Linked DNA regions of Mus musculus: region 2 is linked to region 1. The links are chromatin contacts, called in public Hi-C maps. All regions are on one chromosome and are shown on one strand. Each heading gives the region's core, a stretch centred on a gene start, on an enhancer-like site or on the middle of the called end of the contact. The rest is flanking DNA. Distances are from core to core; before and after follow the strand shown.

Region 1 (7,947 bases), core at 2,980-5,479:
TTATTTACTGTTAGAAAAATATGGGTGTCTCATCATTCTATGTAGGATCTATAACCCCTTAATTATCCTGAGAACACTTACAAATATTGACCTCTCACTCTTTAAATTTCTGTGTGCAATTAGATTGTAAAGTTGTATCCTATAAGACTAATCAGAGCATATTTTCTAAAATGTCTATTTTTTCACATTTAGCTTCTTTAACTATGTAAAAAGTATTTTTTATACAGTGAGAGGTAAGGATCTAGATTTACATATTTCCATAGATACTTTTAAATGTCTAAGGCCACTCATTGAATAGTCTGCTCTCACTACACTAATGCAAGAATATAATGTTTTAAAGACAGAAGATTTTACTACCAATCTCTCAAAACTAAAACCTTAGAAAATATTTCATCAGGGAAAGGCAAAAAGCCTGAGAATTTACTGTGCTCATTTTGAAATCCATTTGATATATATATATATATATGTATATATATATATATATATATATATATATATATATATATATATATATAAACAGAATGTCATTGTAATTAATTCTTTGACATTTTCATACATAAATAGGATGGATTGTGGTCACTTCACTGCCATTACCTTCTCTTACCTTTTGGCCATCATTGTCAATCTTCCCACTTTCTTATCCATCACAATCCCAGATTTTCATGTTCTGGATTTAGTTGTGACTCAGTGTGTCACTAGGCTGAAGCCATGCATCCGAGTCTAGTGCAGTCACCAGGGAAACACAGCTAAGGTCAATGACCTTGCCTTTCACGGATCCTATCGGTACCATGTAGCTTATCAGTGAAGGGTGAAGACCATCAGCAATTCCTCCATCCATGCCTGGGTGCTGATGCACCCATCACTGTTTCAGCCCCACAGGGCTGGTCTCTGTCTGTTTCTGTCTCCCCCATTCTCCTCAATACAGCAAACATCAGGCTAAGCATGCAATGAGATTGGTTTGTTTGTTTGATTTCTTCTTTCTGTCTCTGCCTCTCATAGTGGATAAGAAATTACAGACATGTGCTACTATGCTCAGCTCTATATGGTTATGGGGATTTGAAATCTGGCTTTATACTTACATAACAAGTACTTTATCCACTGAGCCATACTGAATATTAGGTAAAGATTCTACTACAGTCCATTGAGTTAAGAGAAGTAATTGTACTGTTCTAATCTACTATAGCTAATACTTTATTTGTCTAATCCACTATTAAAGGAAGACATTTAAATTCTTAATTATGAAAACGAGGTGTGACTTAGTGTTGAAACTTTAGAGCACTTCCCTAAGATGGTGGGATAAACTACAGAAAGACATGAACAGATGTGTGTGTGTGTGTGTGTGTGTGTGTGTGTGTGTGTGTGTGTTTAGGGGATGTTCCTCAGGATATATCTGAAACAAAAATGAATATAAATTTTCTTTATCTGTTCATTTGTTAATGTTTAGCTAATAGTAAACATTGTCATAATAAATTTAGGTATGGATGTATAGAAAACGTAGTTCAAATTTTTGTTGTTGTTGTTGTTTTTGGTTTTTTTTTTGGATTTTTGATTTTTTGAGACAGGGTTTCTCTGTGTAGCCCTGGCTGTCCTGGAACTCACTTTGTAGACCAGGCTGGCCTCAAACTCAGAAATCTGCCTGCCTCTGCCTCCCAAGTGTTGGGATTAAAGTCATGTGCCACCACACTGGGCATAGTTCAATTTTTAAATTTTAAAGAACTTGTCTCTTATTCTCTGCACAATTTCGTGTTAATTGCCACCAACGGCAAGGAGAAGCTTCAATGTTGAGGACTGAGATACTCTGACCAAAGGGTACAAGCAGTAAGTCATCATACTACAGCCAATTAAATAATAACCGCACTATGGTGGCCCTTAGGTCTATAACCTATCTAGCCAAAGGATTTTGGCCATTTTAACAGGATCGGAGTATGAATTCCATCTCATGGAGAGGGCCTTAGATCCAACCAGAAAGTAGTTGTGGTTCCTTCCATAATATTTATACCAATATTCTTGGCTACACTCCAGAACCTGATATTAAGACCTATTGCTGAAAACACCACAGGCTTGCGTCACAGAAGCAAGTTCATTGGATAGTCACACTGCCAGTTGTGACTTTCCTGAGTTTCACTCAGCCACAAAGAATAAAGTTTTGCCTGGGAATTTTATAAATTCATTGCTGTTAATAGCTGAATAGTACTCCATTGTGTAAACGTACTACATTTTCTGTATCTATTCCTCTGTTGAGGGACATCTGGATTCTTTCCAGCTTCTGGCGATTATAAATAAGGATGCTATGAACATAGTGGAGCATGTGTCTTTATTACATGTTGGAGCATCTTCTGGGTATATGCCCAGGAGTGGCATTACTATGTCCAATTTTCTGAGGAACCGCCAAAATGATTTCCAGAATGGTTGTACCAGCTTGCAATCTCACCAGCAATGGAGGAGTATTCCTCTTTCTCTGCATCCTTGCCAGCATCTGAGTGAGGTAACTCAATCACAAAAGAACACACATGATATGGACTCACTGATAAGTGGATATTAGCCCAGAAGCTCGGAATACCCAAGATACAATTCGCAAAACACATGGAACTCAAGAAGGAAGAACAATGTGTAGATACTTTGATCCTTCTTGGAAGGGGGAACAAAATACCCATGGAAGGAGTTTCAGATACAAAGTGTGAAGCGAAGTAGAGACTGAAGAAATGACTATCTAGAAACTGTCCCACCTGGGGGTCCATTCTATAGACAGCCACCAAACCCAGACACTATTGTGGATGCCAACAAGAGCTTGCTGACAGGAGCCTAATATAGCTGTCTCCTGAGAGGCTTTGCCAGTGCCTGACAAATACAGAAGTGGATGCTCACAGTCATGTATTGGACAGAGCATAGGGTCCCCAATGAAGGAGCTAGAGAAAGGACTCAAGGAGCTGAAAGGGTTTGTAACCCCATAGGAGGAACAACAGTATGAACTAACCAGTACCTCCAGAGCTCTCTGGGAGTAAACCACCAACCAAAGAAAACACATGGGGGAATTCATGGCTCTGGCTGCATATGTAGGAGAAGATGGCCTAATCGGTCATCAATGGGAGGAGAGACCCCTGATCCTGTGAAGGTTCTATGCCCCAGTGTGGGGGAAATGCCAGGGTCAGGAAGCAGGAGTGGATGGGTTGATGAGCAGGGGAAGGGGGGAGAGGATAGGGGGTTTTCAGAGGGGAAACTACAAAAGGAGCTGACATTTAAAATGTAAATAAAGAAAATATCAAATAAAAAATAGGAAAAAAAGAGTGAAGTCTTGCCATTTCGAGGGAAATGAATGGAACTAGAGATTAACCTGCTAAATGAAAAAAAAATATCTAGTGGAGAAAAAAAAGGCATGAAAGTAAAAGTGAAATTGCTAGATTTTTGAAGAGGGGTGAGTGGAAAGTGGAGAAGAGGCTAGGAAAGCAGGGGGTGGGGCTGTAAGTGGAGCAAACCATAAGGAACAAGCCAATCAGCAGCACTCCTTCATGGCCTCTCCCTAAGCTACTGCCTCCAGGTTCCTGTCCTGCTCATGTTCCTGTCCTGACTTCCTTTAGTCAATTCTTACAACATGGAAGTGTAAGCCAAATAAACCCTTCCCTCCCCAAGCTGCTTTTGGTCACTGTGTTTCATCAGAGCAACAAGAACCCTAAATAAGACACCTGACAGAAAGGCAGTTCCACAAAGACAAGCACCAAACTTTCATTTGGGAAATCGAAGGGAGAAAGTAGGACAAGGATCTATACATGAAATTGTTAGACATCTGGGAAAGGAGATAGAGATAATGGAGATAAGAATACCAAAATTCTGGAGGCATCTGGATCTAGATTTATCTCTCTGGTGAGTATCTTTTACTTTATCAGTTGTAGAACAAATGAAACATTCCTTTTCCCGTAAGTTCCATTCTAAAGTTTTTATAAACCATATTAACTTCTTGTAGCTTTCATCTGTTTTGTGTGTTTGTGTGTGTGTGTGTGTGTGTGTGTGTGTGTTATAGAAAGAAACTTACTCTACAGTTCTTTTAAGTTGGTGAATTTTCTGAAAGTTTCCTACTTCCTCCCACATTTAGAAATTGCAGTGGCAGATTTCCGTGTAACCTGGATTGTGTTTTCTAATTCAGTGTTTTTGCAAAGAATTCTGCTATAGAGTTATAGGTATCCCCGCCCTATGACTAATGTTTGTAGTTTGACTGTCATTTCGGAATTAATAATGAAGTGTGTCAATGGCTGTTACTTCGTGCAGAGGTGGGCCTGTTACTTTGTACTCAAGACAATTATCATTGTCACTTGTTTTATTTTTTCCCTCCGGTTCCAGGTAGAGGAAATTCCATTCCTTCTGGATCCTGAGAGATGAGCTTTCCCTCTTCTGTATACCCACTTCTCTGAGTCCTGGAACTTGAAGGGTTTCAGTTCGTGTCCAAGGCCTGCCGTATCCCTTCCTGAATGAGTCTTAAATAGAAGCTTAATTGCAGAACGGGGACTCTAGAAAACTGCACGCTAGATGGATGTGCTTTATTCTCTGGGGATTGCTTGACTCTGCCTTTCTGTTACTGTGGCAGAACTTTTCCTTTTAGGAACTTGTGGACATTTCAAACTATTATATTTTGTTCAGGAGAAAAATAACTACATGTGCTAGTTTGCTTTCTTTTTTCTATCCTCATGGAATCACCTGATTTGACTTAAGTATACAGACTTACCACATTAGAATGCACTATAACAATGCACTATAACTCCATGTGACAGAAAAACCCAACAACTTGAATTCTGTATTCAATACTTTCAAATTATATAAAATTGAAAATGTTTGAAATATTTTTGTCATAATATTACTCTTCCAATTATAGTGGTGGAAAACTATATTATTTTGTTAGTTTAATCTATATTAATTTATTGTGTGCGACAAAAACATATAGTCACTTATCATTATTTCAATGTCACATTTTCTATTTAATTGTTTTCAAGTACATGACAGAAGATGGATTTTATAATTTACTATAACATGCCATCTTTAAAAATATTTTAAATGTTTCTATTGTCAACATCATATGCAGGCTTTTCATTCTAAATCTTCATGAATCTTCTTCTTCACCCTCCCTAATTCATATATTTTTATGATTATTATCATTTCACACACAACACACACACGTGTGCATTCAGTGAAGAAACAAAGGAAGAGAGACAGAGTGATAGAAACAGAGAAAGAGAGAGAGAGAAAGAGAGAGAGAAAGAGAGAAAGAGAGAGAGAGAGAGAGAGAGAGAGAGAGAGAGAGAGAGAGAGAGAGAGAGAGAGATCTCCTGCTGAACCTCGGTAGTGCTGATGACATGTAATATAGGACTGGCTCCTTGGGTATGAACAACCTGTAAGAAGTCTCACTTCTGAAGAGAACTCCTTCCTCTCTGAGCAGCTACTGATGGCCTATGGCTCTTCAACTGGGGATGGGGCCTGTGAACCTTTCCTTCCTTGTCCATGCTAGATGTGGCTAAAATGGTCCTCTGCAATCGTGCTGCCCGAAATGAGTAGCACAGCATCCCTGTCATGTGTAGAAGACACTATTTTGCAGGAGTCCTCCCAGTTCTCAGGCTCTCCCAGTTTCTGCCCCTCTTCTGTGATTTTTCCCAGATCCTTGGGACTGAGTGATGTTATAGAGGTCCATTTAGACATGGGCACTCCATGGTGACTTTTGGTTGGCACTTTGACCAATTTTTGATAATATTCTCAATCTGTTGGGAACAAAGAAGCTCCTTTGAGGAGGAGCAAGAGCTGTACTTACCTATGGGTACAAGGATAATATTTACAATGCACTTGGATACTACACCAATGAAGCAGAATGATGGCAGTCAGTTCTCCTCTAATGTCCATGATCTCTCCAGCCAAAAGCTCTTGGCTAGCTCTAGAGCACAGGCATGAATTCCTGTGTGTTGAACAGGCCAATCTAATACCTGCTGAATAAGCCCTAAAACACTAGTGCTGCCATCTTACCATTGGGTATACCTCTCCAGGCTGGTCGCTAACGCAGTCTGCAGGATGTACTGCTGAGCAGGACAGCGGATGACTTTTATTCTCCACCACCTTGCCTAGCATCTTCTGACATTGCAGCAGACATTATGCAGGTGGATTCCAGGTTAAGGACCACTTGATTTTTTTTTCAGTTCCCATGATTGAAGCATGTACTGTCCTTAGCAATACAGTCTTACCTTCAAGTCCTGAAAGGCAAGCAAGAGCCATGGCAGTCACCTGCACTGTTTAGTAGGGGGCGGCTTGAACTTCCCAAGCAACAATTTGAAGGGAAGTACCATCACCTAGTACAGGGCATTTTGTTTGATAGTTTAAGGCTTCTGTGGGGAGAATTATCTTGAACAGTGGAGTGACTTAATTTTAAAAAAGATTATAAAATAGTTTGTTTCCCCATGGCATTTTCAAAGTATTATCTAATCCCCAACATGTGCGCACGCATGCGTGTGGACACACACACACACACACACACATCACACATACATACACACAAACAACACACATACATACACACACACATCACATATACATACACAAACACACACCACACATACACACACACACAGACACACACACACACCACATACATACACACACACCACATACACACACACCACACATACACACACTCCTTCATTATGCTTTCAGCCTTCCTACTTAAAAGAAAAAAAAATTAACCAACGGTAAGTAATATGACATACAAGCACACGGAAATCAAACTTTCTTTAGCTACTTTAAATGTTATAACATTTCAAACTATTCACATGATTTTATTCAATATGATCAGGAGAGGTGTAAACTCAAAATTCTTAAGGAGGAGAAATAATTTCTGTGGAATAGTAGCTTTTTATATGATCTTAAGACAAAGAGATTTAAGAGTGCCTCCTAAATTGGCTCTTAAATATTTTAAACGGCTGTGACTCGGCAGTGACTCCTGGGTTTAAGTGGTTTTGAGTGCCACTCACACTGCCTATATATATTTGTTTACATAGCCTTAGTCCATACTGTATTTTATAAGAATAGGAGGGATTTATTTCAAAATTCCTGAATCGTGCATTGCATATAAAACTCTGTCTGTCATATGAAATGATGTAAATACGTACTTGTCTAGGTGGTAGGATTCATGGATCTGTACACAAACGTCAACCCAGTTATCTTACAGTATCTGCCTGACAAATGATTAAATGGAGTTAATTGTATGGCCTACATGCCTCGAGATAGAACGAGAACAAAGCTAACTGTTCTAGAAGCCCCGTCTCCCATCTCCCGTCTCCCTTACCTCACTAACATTGTACTCAACCTCAAAGCGTGTTCAGCTGTGACTTCCTGTAGACATTCTGGTGGACTAAGAAATTTTGTATAAATTTGATCATTCTTAGCATGCCAGCAAGAGCATGAAAGCTCAAAATTACATTTATTCTCCACAAATAGCTGTTTGAATTAGTAAGACACCTGGACAGCTACGGGTCATATATCAGCAGTCGCTAACCTTCAGCTTCCAAGGTATTGCATTGGTTCATGTGAACTGCTTATCACAACCCCACATTTGCTCTCATAAAAGCCCTTACATGGTGTGTTTCAACAGCCAGGTAATAGTTACAAAAGGCAGACAACAAATTAAATGCAGGAAAATTGGCAATTTTATTTATGGAAGTTCATCAATACTATCAAACATTACTACCAGCAGTTGCAAAATGCAACACATGCTACTTAGCTTCTTATATTTTCATATTCTCTTGGAAATCCAATAAGCAATGGGATCATTTCTCCCACATAGAGAAAGTATAAATTCATGAGGTAAGCAGAGACTTGAGCCATCCAATGTCTCCAATGACTTCTATCCTGATGGGGATGATTCTTATCCAATAATTTTCAAAGCATAATTCATAAACCTTAAAGCAGCCTGAATATCTGTTC
Region 2 (7,947 bases), core at 3,499-5,998, 90 kb before region 1:
GGGAATTTTCCCAAGTATCCTCTAACTGTTTTCCTAGAAAATGAACTGAAGATTAATGACCCTCATATTTTATGCTGATGTATTCATGAGTGTTTTATTGTTTAAATGTATCTTGCTTGTTGAGTCAGTGCACACAGTGAACCTGTCTGTGGAAAACTGATCTGCACACTTAACCTCTGATACCTTTTCTCCTGAAGGAGGAAGAAAGTGGAGAGGAAGCCCTCCCATATCGGAACAGTGATCCCATGATTGGAACACATACAGAGAAGATCTCACTCAAAGCCAGCGACTCTATGGACAGTCTTTACAGTGGGCAGAGTTCATCAAGTAAGGCCAATGAGTAAGAGGTGTCATGGCAGACATGGAGCCTGGGATAAGCTAGTTCAAAACAGTGAATGCTCACTCTGAGGGTGTTTATCAAATTAGAAACAAAGATCCAGATACATGACAATAGAGAAGTTGGAAAGGTTAGAGCCTTGACTATACATGGACTTACTAGTGATTGTGATACATAGCACAACATATTTCTGATGCTATAGCCTACAGGGATCTGGTGCAATGCCTCAAAAAGTTCATCTATCTATTTATTTATTTATTAGATATTTTCTTTATATACATTTCAAATGCTATCCCGAAAGTTCCCTATACCCTCCCTCTGCCCTGTGGAACAACAATATGAAATAACCAGTAGCCTCAAAAAGTTCTTTTAGGTAACAAAGTCTGATATAAAACTTTTATGCTCTGAAGAACGTAGTGTTATCTTGATTCAAAAGACATAACATTATTTGAAATAGAGAAGTAGACGACTATTCTTTATTTTTCTCCCATGGGCCTTCTTTGATTGTTTTCTTTTTCTTTTTGTCCTTTCTTTCCTCCCTCTCTCATTCCCCCACTCATTTCTGTCTGTCTGTCTGTCTTTCTTTTTGTCTTTTTTTCTGCCTGTCTTTCTCTCTCTATTTGTTCTTTCTTTCTTTCTTCCTTCCTTTCTTCCTTCCTTCCTTTCTTTCTTTCTTTCTTTCTTTCTTTCTTTCTTTCTTTCTTTCTTTCTTTCTTTCTTCCTTCCTTTTTTTTTTTTTCAAAACAGGGTTTCTCTGTGTAGCCCTAGCTGTCCTGGAACTCACTCTGTAGAGCAGGCTGGCCTCAAACTAAGAAATCTGCCTGCCTTTGCCTCCCAAGTGCTGGGATTAAAGGTTTGTGCCACCACTGCCCAGCCCTTCCTTCTTTTCTTCCTTCCTTTCTTTCTTTCCTTCTTTCTTTCTTTCTTTCTTTCTTTCTTTCTTTCGTTTCTTTCCTTCTTTCTTTCTTTCTTTTCCTACTTTTCTGCAAAGTGCAGGACATTTGCCTTAATTCTGTCGTTTCCATTTACTGTTAGTAAGTAGAGACTGGTGCAGTGAATAATACTGTGTGATAGATACGTCGCCAGTGGGGTGGGAAAGGAGATTAGCAGGAACTATAAGTGTGGAATCAACACTGCTATTGGTCTAAGAAGGACATTACTTAACATCAGTTACATTTTATGCTACAACAGTTACAAGAAACTACTGATAGTGCTGGTGCCTCATATATTTTATATAAGTAAACTGTTATCTTTGCTCCAGTCCAGTATCTTCAGGACTTTCAAATGTCTCTGCAAAGATTATTTTCCAGTTGTTTTTAAATCAAGTACTTCTGTTATTCAAAGATGACTCACAAAGAACAGATGTTTTGAATATTCTCAATTTTCTTCATATTAGCTATACAATAGCTATTTTGTTGTAAAAAGCTAATGCTGACACATTTTAAGGATGCAGTGTGTGTGTCATTCAGATTTCATAAGTATCCAGTTCTGCTAGAAGTTTTCAAATTCAAGGTTGTGATACTGAATGTGAGAAGAATTATATGATTCCAACATACCATGCAAAGCCAGCACCCGTACACTAATCCAGAAGGGAGGTGTGGGGAGATAGTGTTTCACTCACATGCTACATTTCTATTCACACCCAATGTGGAACTTACAGGACTTTTGCCTTATTTCAAAATCCACGGCAGTGAAACTGCCGCTCTTGCCTCCTTGAGCAGCAAAAGGTCAACCTGAAAGAGGAAGTGAGGAGCCTGTGAGTGTGGGAGAAACAGCCAGGCACTTTCACTGCCAACAGCTGTGACACTACAGAAGGGAAGCAAAATGGAGCAAGATGGAATGCTCTCTGTGTTTGCTTTGCTCACTTTTTATTTTTCTCAAGTGAAGTTCAAGATCAGAAGGGAAGGGAGACCAGAAAATAAGCACCCAGACAGTTTGGAGGTTCACACATGTGGGCAACTCTCCTCTCCACCCCTGTGGCAAACAAAAGTATCACACAAAGATGTTTATAGGCAAAGATGTTTCTTTCATATGGTCTTTGGCACACAGTAAGAATTCTTGGAAAGACTTTTTAATCACAATTACATAAGTTGTATGGAACTCTGAAATGTCATGTGTTGATTACTTATGATCAATAACAACACAAAATGATTAAACTGTTTCTATTGAATTCTTTCATAGTTTCCAACTCGGAAATTATCTGTCAAGGTCAAAGTTTGAATCTATTCTTTGCTCCAACTTAGCAAGTGGAGCATTGATTGTTTAATGCCCTTTAAGGCAGATCAGATCCAAATGAGGAGATATTTTGAAATGAGATGGTATTGGAATAAGGACTATCTAGAGTATTCAGACTGGCAAGAAAGCATCAAACCTAGCTTACAAGACAGGGTTTCCGAAGGGATGTGACTGAGAACTGCATAAGGCTGGCATCCGTTGCTCCAGTTTGAGGTAATGGTACAGGAAGCTAAAAGCCTTGGAAGCTACAAACTGTTAACCTTTACTTTGTCAGGTGGAATAACAAGCTGTTCAGATGGAACAAGTAATCGGGACAGCTTCCGACTGGATGATGACAGCCCCTACTCAGGGCCATTCTGTGGCCGGGCCAAAGTGCACACAGACTTCACGCCAAGTCCCTATGACACCGACTCCCTTAAAATCAAGGTGGGCCAACATTACATATGCTTCCTGGTTTATCAAACACTAGTTGCATGATAGATTTTAGGGACTAACAGAAGTTGCCAGTAAAGATGTATGTTCTTTCGATACAGTAAGTTGGACTAGCTCATAGCAGGAAGAGTTTGAACTTAGTATGAACTAGGGTGTAAATCTCCTATCGACTGTGGCTGTTAGCATTAGAGAATACAAATTCTGCACTGTTTTGAACTCTGCAGCTCTTAGACGTGGCCAGCTAGATATGTCCACCTGATACATACTAGAGTAAAACAATGAAGCAAAAGAGGGAGAGAGGACAGGAACGATCTGGCAGGAAGCCAACAGTCAAGGCTGTGGGGAACCAGACTTGGCTGGTTCTTCCTAAGTGTGTTGCCATGAGAAACCAGAACTTCTTTCCTTAATGACAACCCTTTCCTAAATTTCTCCTTAAAACAAATTACCCTCAACTCCGAGGATTCAAATAACATGTACTTATTTAATCACAGGTTTTTTTTTTTTGCAGGCCTAAACCTAGATAGGAATGGCTCAGCTGTTTTCTGTACAACGATACCCCTCACTGATATTAGGCTGTCAAATTAAACTGTGAGATCCCCTGAGACAAGAACTCCTTCTTTAAGGTCCCATGATGTTGGTAGAATACAGTTTCTCATATCTCTCTATGAAACTCTATCCATGTGGTACTGGGGTGATTCTTTGCAGCTCTCAGAGAACATGATAAAGATCCCACAGTTAAAACTGGGAGGAAACTGACTGGGTCTTTGTCTGGGTCAGCTGGCAGCTTTGATGAAATGTGCAGGTTTAAAAGATATGAGATACAAGACCTTGAAGTTAAATATGATAGGAAAATCCCAGTAAAGACTTAGCACTCCTAGAAACTCACTAGTGCTTCTGGGGAACTTGCTGGTCTCCTTGGTGGATGGTAGCTGGCTTGCCATTCCATTCTCTTAAGTACGAAGTGGAAATGCCAAGACCTACACCCAGACAGACATACATACTATCTCAAATCAGAGAGACCATCTTTCAATCACACTCTATTCTAAATGACTATAACAAGTGCAATTGTGTTTTACATCTATCGTACATTCACAGACCAGCAGGAAAATAGATATTTAAGCATAGCTTTAAGGGTAGAGCCTTAAAAGCAGCAAGTATTGGGATTGATCCCATCTGTGGGGGATGTAAAGTTACATCTCAAGTGAACAACTATGACTTACAAATAGGCACTTAATTGCCCAGAAATAAAATTTTTTCATAAAGGAATATTCCTAGAAAAATTTTTACTGTTGTAAATAACTGCAGCCTGTGGCCAAATATAGTTTTTGATATAAATATACAAAACACTAGTTGGCTTGGCCATGCCAATGTGCCTAGTTCATGTGTGTTTGAAAACTTTAAAAGTTATGGTTGGGTTTTTTTGGTCTACATAATGTCTCCTATTGATGCTATCAGACATTTTGGGAAATCCCAGTGAGGTCATCATGTTACCTGGGAAATCATGGTCCTGATGTGGAGATCTTAGTCCCTTTAATAAAATGATTTTAGAATGGAATCAAAATTAAGGGAAATTTGATTATAATTTACAAAGAAGAAGTCCAGGGCAGCAAGCTATAGGTCTCAGCAGCTACAGGGAAGAGGCAGAAGATGCGGAACAGAGAGAGACACACCCTTTGAGTTAGCTCTGTATAGAGGTCACCCATAAGGCAGACAAGCAACCACATGGTAGAGATGAACATAAGGGAAAGAATGAAGCTAAAGTATTAGGGAAAGCACCCGTAGAGGAGAGATAAGAAGATGAAAAGGCAGAGCTCTGCTTTTCTAAGTAATTGAGATGGGTCTGGGCAATTGTCTGCAGTCCTATACTAGGGTTGATATCTCAGAGAAGTCAGAATAGTCTAGCTCATTATTCCCCTTTTTTCCTTGATCTTGGCTTAAGATCAACCCACTTCCCAAGGGTGGTCCTATGACTAAATGATTGGCCAGACCAAAGAGATTAACTCTTTTATATTCTGAGTAGATTGGAATGTTAGGGCTCTATCCCTGCCAAAGAAATAGCTTTCTCTATGGGTCTCACATGTCACAGTTCAGTGCTAATGTGACACATACAGGGAGAGAGTCATCAGTACCTCAAGAACCAAGCTGCATACCTGGCTGCATGAGTACTTCTGTTACATATTTAGTAAATCTTATACTTTCATTATGCGGAGAAAACAGTTTACATTACTTAATTTGTACTGTAAATGAGTTGTGTCATATGAGCCAAAACCATGGACAGTCTACCGTTTCTCTCTTCCCTTTCTCCCCTTTAAGAAATCACACTGAATGATGCTTTCATTCTTTAGTCCTGTATTGATTGAGGAGGGTAAAATAAAAATCTGACCCTATCATTAACTTTGTTCAGGCTCTTGAGAATTAATGTAATGTCAACATTTCTACTCATGTAATGCTTGAAGCAATAATCTGATACCCTCATACTATTTACCCAGCACATATGAGTGAGTACTATATAACAGTATATTTAATATATCATGTATATTGTTCTACAAATGTAAGTTAGTGAGTTAATATAAGGTCAAGAAAAGCATCTTCAAGCATGCTGGTGTTTTCTTCACTACCTTGTGAAAACTGTCTTGAAGAAGTGAACTCACACGGATTTCTGTAATGTTTGCAGATTTTTTTGCACATTACCCTTGTTTCTCTATGTTTCAACAGCTCCCTTCTTCTTACACATTACTATTTGATTTGTTTTTGTCTTCATCCTTAGAAAGGAGACATCATAGACATTATCTGCAAAACACCAATGGGAATGTGGACAGGGATGCTGAACAATAAAGTGGGAAACTTCAAATTTATTTATGTGGATGTTATCTTAGAAGAGGAAGCAGCTCCTAAGAAGATAAAGGTCCCCAGAAGCAGGAGAAGAGAGAACCACCAGACTATCCAGGAGTTCTTAGAGAGGATTCACCTTCAGGTTAGTAAATCTTTGGTCTGTTTGGTTTTGTTAAAAAGGGGATAGAATAGTGGAGAAAGATTGCTAAAAATATATATTATATTTATTATATATTAAATCTACATTATAATATATATTTAAATCTACATTATAATATATATTTAAATATACATTATATAATATATTATAGTAAACCTGATTTCCTAGAACAGTTCTTATTTCTCCCTTATCACTTTTATTATGCAAGGATAAGACTTTATGTAGCACCCTTTGTACTAAACCTGAAAGGTACTTAGCAGCCAGTGACAACAGAGATTAAAGAAGTGGCAATGAAAAAAATATGCACACAGAGATTCTCATATATATATATATATATATATAGATATATATATATAGATATATATATATATATATATATATATATATATATATATATTTTATATTATTACTCCTGTATATGATAGGAGATAACAAAAATTTTTAAAGTGAGAATGATTAAGAGAATAGGAAGAATATAGTGAAATCTGAGGGACTGGGAAGAAACATGACAAGAAGCTTGAATTTTTGCATAGAGAAATTGAAATGAACTGCAAAGAAAATGACTGCAAAGAAGCACCTCCATAGCAATCTAAGAAACACTGATCACTGGAGCTGTAGCGACCATTCAGGGGACGGTGTGTTCTGTAAGAACGTCACGTGAACCCATGGCCCCACCGGGACCCCAATCATCTGATTATAACCCGATTTCTCTTACATTCATATATTTTAAAGGAAATAATTCTTGTTAAATGGTATAATGCAGCATACAGTGCGGTGGGCACCGCAGTCTCATTCCATTCACAGTCTTACATCCCATTTGTAAAATGAACTCGTCAGTCCTTTGATAAGCTAAGTAATTCATCAGGACAGTATAAATGATATGTTTCCTAATTGGTGTTTCTGAGTTACTAAGTTACTCTCCTATCAACACAATGACATACTGCTTAAGTTCCTCTATCGTACAGTGCGATCCTCCCGGGAGGAGATGCAGTTTGAATCCCGCCTGTACAACCCACGGGAAAACCCCTAAAGGTGTTGTACTCAAGAAGCCACAGTGGGTTGTGTAAGAATGGACACTTGGCTATTCTGCATTCTTCTAAAATGCAATTTTTAAAAAGGAATTATCATTCGTCCCCCTTTTTTGGTTAGAATGTTGTAATAAGTCTTTCCGGGTTGTAAAGCCTAATTAGTTTGTCTCTTATTTGCATGTGTTTAAGGCTGAGTCTTCATTTCTCCACTCCCGCCCTCTCTCTCTCCCTCCCTCCCTCCCTCCCTCTCCCTTCGTTCCCTCCCTCTTTCTTTCTTTCTTTCTTTCTTTCTTTCTTTCTTTCTTTCTTTCTTTCTTTCTTTCTTTCTTTCTTTCTTTCATTCTTTCCCATTACAAAATACGCTGCAGTACTTGGCACACCCCCAATTCTGGGGTTGGAGGCTTGACTAGATTTAAGTAATCATATTCAGTTTTAGTAACCGAAATAAAGATATTGAAAGTATGATCAAGTAAAATGGGAGAAATTTTTGAGGAAGCTTATAAAACATTTTAGCTTCACTTTGCATATCAATCTGTCAGAACAGGCATTATAGAAATAACACAGATACTTTATTATCAGAAGTCTATGCATGTTAAACTAATATATGTTGATGCAAATGGCAGACAAAAATCCCTACTGAGGAAAGGAAATAGTACTATCTTCAATTCTGAGCCTTTCACCTGTAATTAAAATTTTGACTTAAAAATTAAACAAGTCTGTGATTCACTAGATATATAATACTTTTAATCAGTTAAAATGATAAACTCCCTTTGTATACAGAATTCTGTCTGTTTTAAGTTTATTTTTACTTTTTACATTTATTTATTCATTTTGTGTGTGTGTGTGTGTGTGTGTGTGTGTGTGTGTGTGTGTGTGTGTGTGTAGGTCAGAGAAAAGTTGCAAGCGTGAATCTCTTACCATTT

What was found. A called contact is a pair of places that touch in the nucleus more often than the background predicts.
Region 2: a Hi-C map of Th1 cells shows a contact between it and region 1, with 5 times the contacts expected there. The contact joins two enhancer-like sites. A contact is called at or near these places in 2 of 15 datasets of contacts at CTCF or cohesin (CD8 T cells and the G1E-ER4 cell line), 10 of 484 Hi-C or Micro-C datasets (the Ba/F3 cell line, ECoMG-derived neutrophils, the G1E-ER4 cell line and 6 more) and 1 of 115 datasets of contacts at active chromatin or transcription factors (regulatory T cell precursor).

The regions. Positions count from the first base shown.
Region 1 is chr16:75,780,498-75,788,444 of GRCm38.p6, reverse strand. No RefSeq gene overlaps it. Among named protein-coding and RNA genes, the nearest start is that of Hspa13, 18 kb to the right of the region's middle. Within about 2 kb of position 4,229, at least 4 of the 459 cell types and tissues checked have an H3K27ac peak or open chromatin away from gene starts, as enhancers often do. A contact at or near this core is called in Th1 cells, where this site is marked.
Region 2 is chr16:75,871,477-75,879,423 of GRCm38.p6, reverse strand. It overlaps Samsn1 (SAM domain, SH3 domain and nuclear localization signals, 1), which reads left to right. Exons shown (of 8, transcript NM_023380.2): 4 at 198-327; 5 at 2,847-2,998; 6 at 5,772-5,978. Among named protein-coding and RNA genes, the nearest start is that of Samsn1, 34 kb to the left of the region's middle. Within about 2 kb of position 4,748, at least 16 of the 459 cell types and tissues checked have an H3K27ac peak or open chromatin away from gene starts, as enhancers often do. A contact at or near this core is called in Th1 cells, where this site is marked.